Linked DNA regions of Hordeum vulgare: region 2 is linked to region 1. The links are chromatin contacts, called in public Hi-C maps. All regions are on one chromosome and are shown on one strand. The core of a region is the stretch at or near the end of the contact, and the rest is flanking DNA. Distances in the headings are between cores, read along the strand shown. Region 1 holds the start of LOC123425631 (protein TIME FOR COFFEE-like). Region 2 holds the start of LOC123425633 (ribosome-recycling factor, chloroplastic).

Evidence for each region. Hi-C and Micro-C count contacts between places; a contact is called where the count stands out from the background.
Region 2: a Hi-C map of leaf shows a contact between it and region 1, with 4 times the contacts expected there. The contact joins the promoter of LOC123425633 here to the promoter of LOC123425631 in region 1. A contact is called at or near these places in 3 of 6 Hi-C or Micro-C datasets (leaf and seedling) and 1 of 1 datasets of contacts at active chromatin or transcription factors (embryo).

What each region holds. Positions count from the first base shown.
Region 1 is chr2H:153,262,224-153,265,810 of MorexV3_pseudomolecules_assembly, forward strand. It overlaps LOC123425631 (protein TIME FOR COFFEE-like), which reads left to right and starts at 1,882. Exons shown (of 12, transcript XM_045109329.1): 1 at 1,882-2,600; 2 at 2,713-2,861; 3 at 2,955-3,282; 4 at 3,374-3,587. The coding sequence starts at 2,096. It overlaps LOC123425632 (a long non-coding RNA gene), which reads right to left and starts at 1,709. Exons shown (of 5, transcript XR_006621867.1): 1 at 1-1,709.
Region 2 is chr2H:154,110,382-154,113,868 of MorexV3_pseudomolecules_assembly, forward strand. It overlaps LOC123425633 (ribosome-recycling factor, chloroplastic), which reads right to left and starts at 1,865. Exons shown (of 12, transcript XM_045109330.1): 1 at 1,648-1,865; 2 at 572-692; 3 at 422-488; 4 at 230-325. The coding sequence starts at 1,729.

The DNA of each region.
Region 1 (3,587 bases), core at 632-3,131:
TCTCCCATCGTCCTTTCCAAAAATCACTCATAGCAGTTATTTCAAATCTCACAAATGCAATAAGCATAGGTGTGAAGTTGGCCAACGGGCGAAGCTTCAAGGACACATGGTCTTCCCAAACTATGGGCATGCGGGGTGAGCAACAACGCACACAAACACACAAAAAGGGCACACATGTGCATGTCGTGTGTGTTTGTCGATGTGCGAGGGAGGGGAGGAGGAGGGAACACCCACGTTTTATTGAGTTAATCGAGATGCCAAGGAAAAATGTTCTTGATGCCCTTCTTTGAGGAAGCGTGTGCTTGTTGTTGTCCATTGCATTCAAAGTTTACTATCCATATGTCCTTTCCCTTTTCATGAATCAAAATCTTGTGTCCTTGCTAACCACGTCAAATTAAACACCACATGTACCTTCTACATACACTCAGTGACATAAGCAAAAAGAAGCCTACAACGGACGCGGAGTTTCTATAACTAGGCACAAATGTTCAAAATAAAATAATAAATTTAAAGAAATGATATATTTTGGAAATACTTGTTGTGCATTCAAAATTTCATCATGAAATCATATTTGTAAAGTCATGATAAAAAAACAAAATCGATCCTCTAACTTTGTTTTCCAAAAATACACCCAAATTGAGTTTTTTAAAAAAAAAAAGTGATTCGCAGGCATATTTTCATTGATAGCCACCTACTGAAAATATGCCTTGAATTACTCTTTATTTCTTTTCAAAATTCAATTTGGGTGTACAATGCTGGAAAGAAGGCGCACGTGGCTCGTTTAAAAAACTTGCAATTTAAAGCGAGCAGCAGTACGTCGCCATGCATATATGCACCCGATGCCGGTGGCGTCTGGATCCAGAACACGACGCCCCGCACCGCACCACACCACACCACAGCGAAAACATTTAAATTTAAATTTACCGGCCTTCAATGCTCCAAAGTTAGTGTAAGTAAAACCGCGCCAATCCGCGTATACAATGACATCTTCCGGATCTCCTCCGTGGTAATGATATTAAACTACTGGGTGTTTTCAAGGAATATCTTACTAATAATTCATCAGAGTAGAAGTAGGCCAGTGGTGCGGTGAAGGTTGGTGGCCGGCGGGCCCCGCCGACGTCACCCCCTCCGCCACGTCGGAGCCCACGAGCAGAACGTTAGGAAAGAGAAAAAGAAAAAGGAAAGAAAAGCGGATGAGACGGGAGATGCCCGGGCCCGCGCGTGGGCCCCGCCCGCCTCCACTGCCGCTGCTGCTGCCTGGAGACTTTCCTCGTGCCCTTTTAACCCACCCGTAGCAACCAACCGGTGCGCGCAGGCGCCACGTCAGCCCGGTTAAACCGCACCGCACTGTCCAGATCAGGCGGCCCATCCGTCCACGCGGACCCCGCGCGCGGTGGTCCCGTGCCAAAGCCGATGGCGTAGCGCCATTTCATCTTTATGTACTCGTATTGTATTATTCTTGCTTTATTTTGCGTGGAGTGTTGAGTTTTTACAAGAGGATAAAAAGATTTGTTAGGGAAGCGAACAAACGGGCGTGCCGCCATCCATCAACCACCCACCTCCCGTTGCCGGTGGGTTTCACCCCGCTCGGCTGCCCCGCCACGTGTCGGTCATCGGGCCATGCTTGTGGCGTAAGGAAGCGTCCACGAGATTTTATCGCGTGTTGGGTGGTAGGCGGTGGGGGCGGCCACGGTGGCAGGCGCGCGGGGGTCGGGGCCGTCGGATGCGTCGGGCGGATCCTGGCCGTCGGATGCGGGGATGGGCAGCGACAAAAAGAGGATGAGGCCTAGAAAGCGAGCCACAAGGGGAGGGGAGGAGGCCACACCAGAGAAGCAGCAGCCATTCCAGCCGAGGGAGAGAAGAGAGGAGAGCACTCTCTAGGAGGAGCAGCACCACCACCGATACAGAGAGAGAGAGAGAGAGAGGAGAGATACTTGTGAGCACGAGGGGAAGGAGAAGGAGGGCGGGCTCTCTCGCTCTGCCCGTGGGGATTTGTTGAGGCGGTTGGTGCGCGGATCTGCGCGGCGGCGGTCTGCCGGGACGCCGGCGGCGACTAGGAGGGAGGGAGATCGGAGGCGCATGCCTCAGATCTGACATGGAGCGGATCCGGGAAGGCAGGAGGGCCGCCGTGTCCATGTCCGGCGGGGCGCCTCCGCCGCGGCGGCGGCTCAGGAGCAACGGCGGCGGCGTCTCCGGCGGCGCGGGGCCGAGGGACTCGCCTCGGTCCGACAGGAGGCGGGGGGATCGCCTCATGCTCAACGGCAACGGCCGCGACGACGGCGACGACACATCCGACGACAGCCTCGGCGACGACGATGACGACGCCGACGAGGACCTCGGACCGGCCTCCGCGCCCAGGTACCCGCCGGTGCAGCGCCGCTCGCCCAGCACGGCGCCTCCGCCGTCCCCGCCTCAGCCGAGCGGCGCCGGCCACCACCACAGCAGCAGCAGCAGCGGCGGCGGCGGCGGTTACAACAACCACCACCACCACGGCCAGCAGCAGATGCACCGGAAGGGGGGCTCCAATCCGAAGAGCCCCATAGTATGGAAGGCCGCCGACGAAATGATCGGTGTTCCAGTCCCCAGGAAGGCGCGCTCAGGTACGCACCACAACCACAAAGCACGCAATTTTCCGCCCTTGTTGCCGCTTCTTCCTGTTTCTTATCTCCTCTTCTTCCCTAATCTCACCGTTGTTCCTCGTGTTTTCCGCAGCTTCCACCAAGAGGTCTTCGCACGAGTGGACAGGCCCCGGCGGTGGAACCGGCGGCGCCGGCGCTGTAGAAGCCTCGCAGATCCAGCGTCCTTCACGGCCGATCTCGCCGGCTTCCACATCGACCACCGCCCCTGTTAGGAAAAAGCTGGTGCGTTTTTTTCAGGCCGACAGAATCCATCTCCCCTCATGATTCCTTAACTCTAGCACTTACTGATTTCTCTCCCTCTCCGATGTCTCACAGAAAACGATTGGTGGCGGTGGGAGCAGCGGCGGCGGTTCTGGACCTGCACCGAAGCAGCGGCCGTCGCCGGCCTCAGCTCCTTCGGCAGCGCCGCCTCAGCCATCACAACCAAAGATTTCCAAGTCGCCGTCCTTCATCCAGGAGGAGATCGAGGTCGCCGAGGTGCTATTTGGCCTGACGCGGCAGTTCCCCTGCCCTCCCAAGCAGGAGAACATGAATCACAAGCCGGAGCCAAAGGACGCGCCGGAGGCCAAGTCTGGGAACTCTTCGCCGGCTCCGTCGTCATCTGGCGTCCGGCCGGCAGATTCAGCCTCTCTCACCACTACAGGTAGCAGCTCGTCAATTTTAATCTTGTAACGATTTTTTGTTGCTAATTTTGGTTTTGTGGGTCTAATAAACTTCCTCACTGCTTTTCCCAGCCCCAAAGAGGAAGCGGCCACGGCTGGTCAAGTACGACAACGAGAACCGCCCGCCGAGCCCAGCAAAGCCGGACACGGCAGAGCCGCCCTCAAGGCAGGAAGTGCTTCCGGTGCCAAGATCAGATGCGAAGCCGTCGGTGTCGGCTGTGGCCGAAAGTGGCGCCAGCACCACCGCCGCTGCCTCCGCCACGGCTGGCGCGCAGCAGGAGGCTAC
Region 2 (3,487 bases), core at 615-3,114, 850 kb after region 1:
ATCAGTGAATTGTATTGACCACACATTGTCCCTCTGATATCAGTGCAGAATTTAATGGTAATCATTAGCCTACTGAAATAACTACTGGTTCACACGTAGCCTAGTTATGAAGTAAAACCAATTAAATTGTTATACAGATATAGAAAGAACATCACACGGAATGACGGGTGCTATCATGCAATTGTTACTTTCAGAATATATAAAAAGGAACAAAGCTAAATCATCAAACCTCAATCCTGTCAAGCATAGACGGGTTTGCCCGCCCAGTCCTCACGGTATTGAAGTTCGACTGAACTGTTTCAATGGCCTTCTCCATCTTTTCTTTCTGACAATACATAGTGCCAGCTAGTTAGCACCATACGTAATAGACTTTACAAGGCAAATATTAATACTTCTAATACAGAATTGCATTGTTATTTACAGCTTGTTCTTCAACGATTGTCTTTTCTTCCTCAATTTCTTCATTAGTGGCATGCCTCAAAACTGCTCTGATACATGATAATCACAAGTTAACGAAGATTAACTTGAAGCTCATTAAGTACAAGAAATATTTAAATGCAAGACTACTCGCCTCTTGTCCGAGTGTTGAAGAACCAAAGGCACACCAAAGAAACCCACTGCTCCAGACTGAATTTTCATGAAGTTTGTGGGCGAACTTAACAAGGATGAACGGTTTGAGAGACAACCACAACCTGTGAAATACGGCAATCTCTGATGAGACCTTGTCCACTAATGAGTTCTAGTAGGAATATGTGCTCTGGTTACTTGGTAAACTAGTACGAATATGTACATAAGGTAGAAGCAGTTCTGAGAAAGAACCACAACACGTTGAATGCAGTATGCTCTGATGACTGATGATGCCTTGTCACATTATTTCTTGCTGATGCACAAGAGGTCCGCTCTGATCTACTTCCTCCATCCGAAATTAGTTCACGCTCAAACAGATGTATCTAGCACTGAAATACGTCTAGATACATCCGTTTGAGAGTCAACTAATTCCAGATGGAGTGAGTAGAAACTACTCCTAGTTACTTGGAGCCACATTAGCTACTACGTCTGTCTCACCAGTCTTCCACGAGAAACAACAAACATCCAGTGATGAATTTCATGTGATACATCGGTTTATAAATGGCTTCAGTCACTTCTGAATGAGCCTGAATTGTGAAGGATAGCAGCTGTCAATGGTTCCTGATATCCAGTACTGCTGATATCTACCCATTTAAGTGCAAAGAAATACTAGTATTCCAACAGACATTAGCTCAAAACCACAAGTAAAGTAATACTAGTACATACTGTATTTTCCTCAAGTATCGTGAAATGCAGGCTGAAATGACTCTCAATTACATATCCAAGTGCACAGTGGAGTATAGAACTTGCCGTTCCAAATCCGATTCAGTCTTAGTTTGTCTATATGTTGGCGCGATGCAAACAGCAACCTAACTGCACTGGTCGCAAAGGTTGTTCCGTGAACGGAGAAGCGATAAAAGCACCGGCATTTGTATGCCACTGCATTCCTGACCTGGGGTTCGTCTTAGCGCTACAGTGCTTAGTGCTTACTACGCCGCAACCCGTATCATGAATGATAAAAGCTGTGTGATACTCGCGGGTTTCAACGAAGCGGGAAAGGACGGAGGGAGGAGGAGCAACCTGGGCGCTGGGGCAGACGGGCAGAGGAGAGGGCGCGGGGCGGAGGTGCCGCCGCCGCAGGGGAGACGGCGTGGAGCGCCATGGCGCGGCAGCAGGCGGAGTGGTAGCGAGAGGAAGGCCGAGTGGAAAGTGGTGGATTGGTGTGGAAATTGTGGATAAGGAGAGGGAGAAGGAGGAGGGAGGGGGGAGGGAGGGAAATGGCCGAAGAGGTTTGTGAGCTCTCGTGGGCTAGTAGCGCATGCTTGGGTCCAATTATGCTTGGTGGCCTATATGTCAGCAATTTCTTATGGGCCGTATGTAAAACTTGAGAGGAAAAAAGTTTACATAGCTCAGAGAATTTGTTTTATCATGAAAAACATTTCCTGCGCTCAGTACATAAATTTCAAAACGTTTCCAACGTGCATTTAAAAAAATGTTTACCACGTGTATTCAATAAAAAATTCAAAGCATGTTTTTTAAAAAAAATATTTAATAAATATGAAACATTTATAAGAACATTATATGTATATGAAAAATGTACAAGGTATGAAAAAAGTAGACATCAAAAGATATGTGAAAAAAATGTTCATCACGTATTTCTAATATTTTAAACACATGTAAAAAACTTTCCTAATATATATTAAAAAATGTACAGTGCATATGAAAAATGTACACATGTGTTAAAAAGGGAAAAGAAAAAAAGGAAGAAAATTAAACACTTTTATATTAGTTTACTAAAGAAAACCAGAAAAAATAGGCGAGAACTGATGAAAGAAACCATAGAAAACATGAGAAAGAAAAATAAAACAAATGGAAAAGACAAAGAAAACTGGAGAGAACGAATAAAAACCATTAAAGAAACAAATAAAACTAAAAAAAGAGCAACCGGGCTAAGCAAATGTGCTCGCGCAAGCGAACAAACGTGAGTACATGCAAAAATGGACCAGTTTTTTTTTGAGAAATTTTGCTACTTTATTAATCACTAAGAATGTTCATAGGTAAACGGTTCGGGTCATGAGAAATGACCAACCAAACATGTCTACGTAAGCCTAGAGTACATGCCGATTTGACGAGATTGTGAGCTTCGAAATTATGATTCCTACGTTCATAGACAAAAGAACATAGAGTAAAGTTATTAGTACGCTCTATTATTTCATGTACTACTGTTGAATGAAGGCCTCTTGTTCCTGAATTAATATCCTTCACCACAACCAGGCAATCTCATGCCACCTTCAACCTCTTGATATTTAGATCCTGTGCTAGTGCCAACGCTTCTGTGCAAGTGAAAGTTTCCAGTATCGTCACGTCAGTTATGCCTTGTACCACAACCGTCGAAGTCCCAAGATACGTCCATGTGTGGTCTCAGCAAATGGCGGCCACTCCACCCCCCCCCCCCCCCCCCCCTGCGTCTGTTGCGCACTATCGCGACATCTACATTCATCTTCACAACTCTCACTGGTGAGGCGACCTGGGAATTGGAAGAGTCTGGCTGGGCAACAACTGGAGCTTGTCTTGTCGTAGCAAAGACACTTCTTTGGGAATCCAGTTCAGAAGCCTTTGTCGGAGGGTTCGGCGAGACTCGCTTATGTATGATGTCAGAAAAGATGAGGTTTGCTATGGAGACTGAAAAATTCCTTCATGTATTGCTTTTATCCTTGTATACCATATAGCCCATAGAGTGACTACCATTGATGTAAACAAGCAATGATCCAATGTTTCATTTAAGTCGAATAGCCAATTCTTCGCCCGTGGTTCACATTCTCTGCCATCTTTGACACTAGCTCCGGTTCGGCAAGAGCCCATGTACTCCTTGCCATGGTGCACGACATAAGCGCATGGCGCGAGGAGTCCTGCACACCAC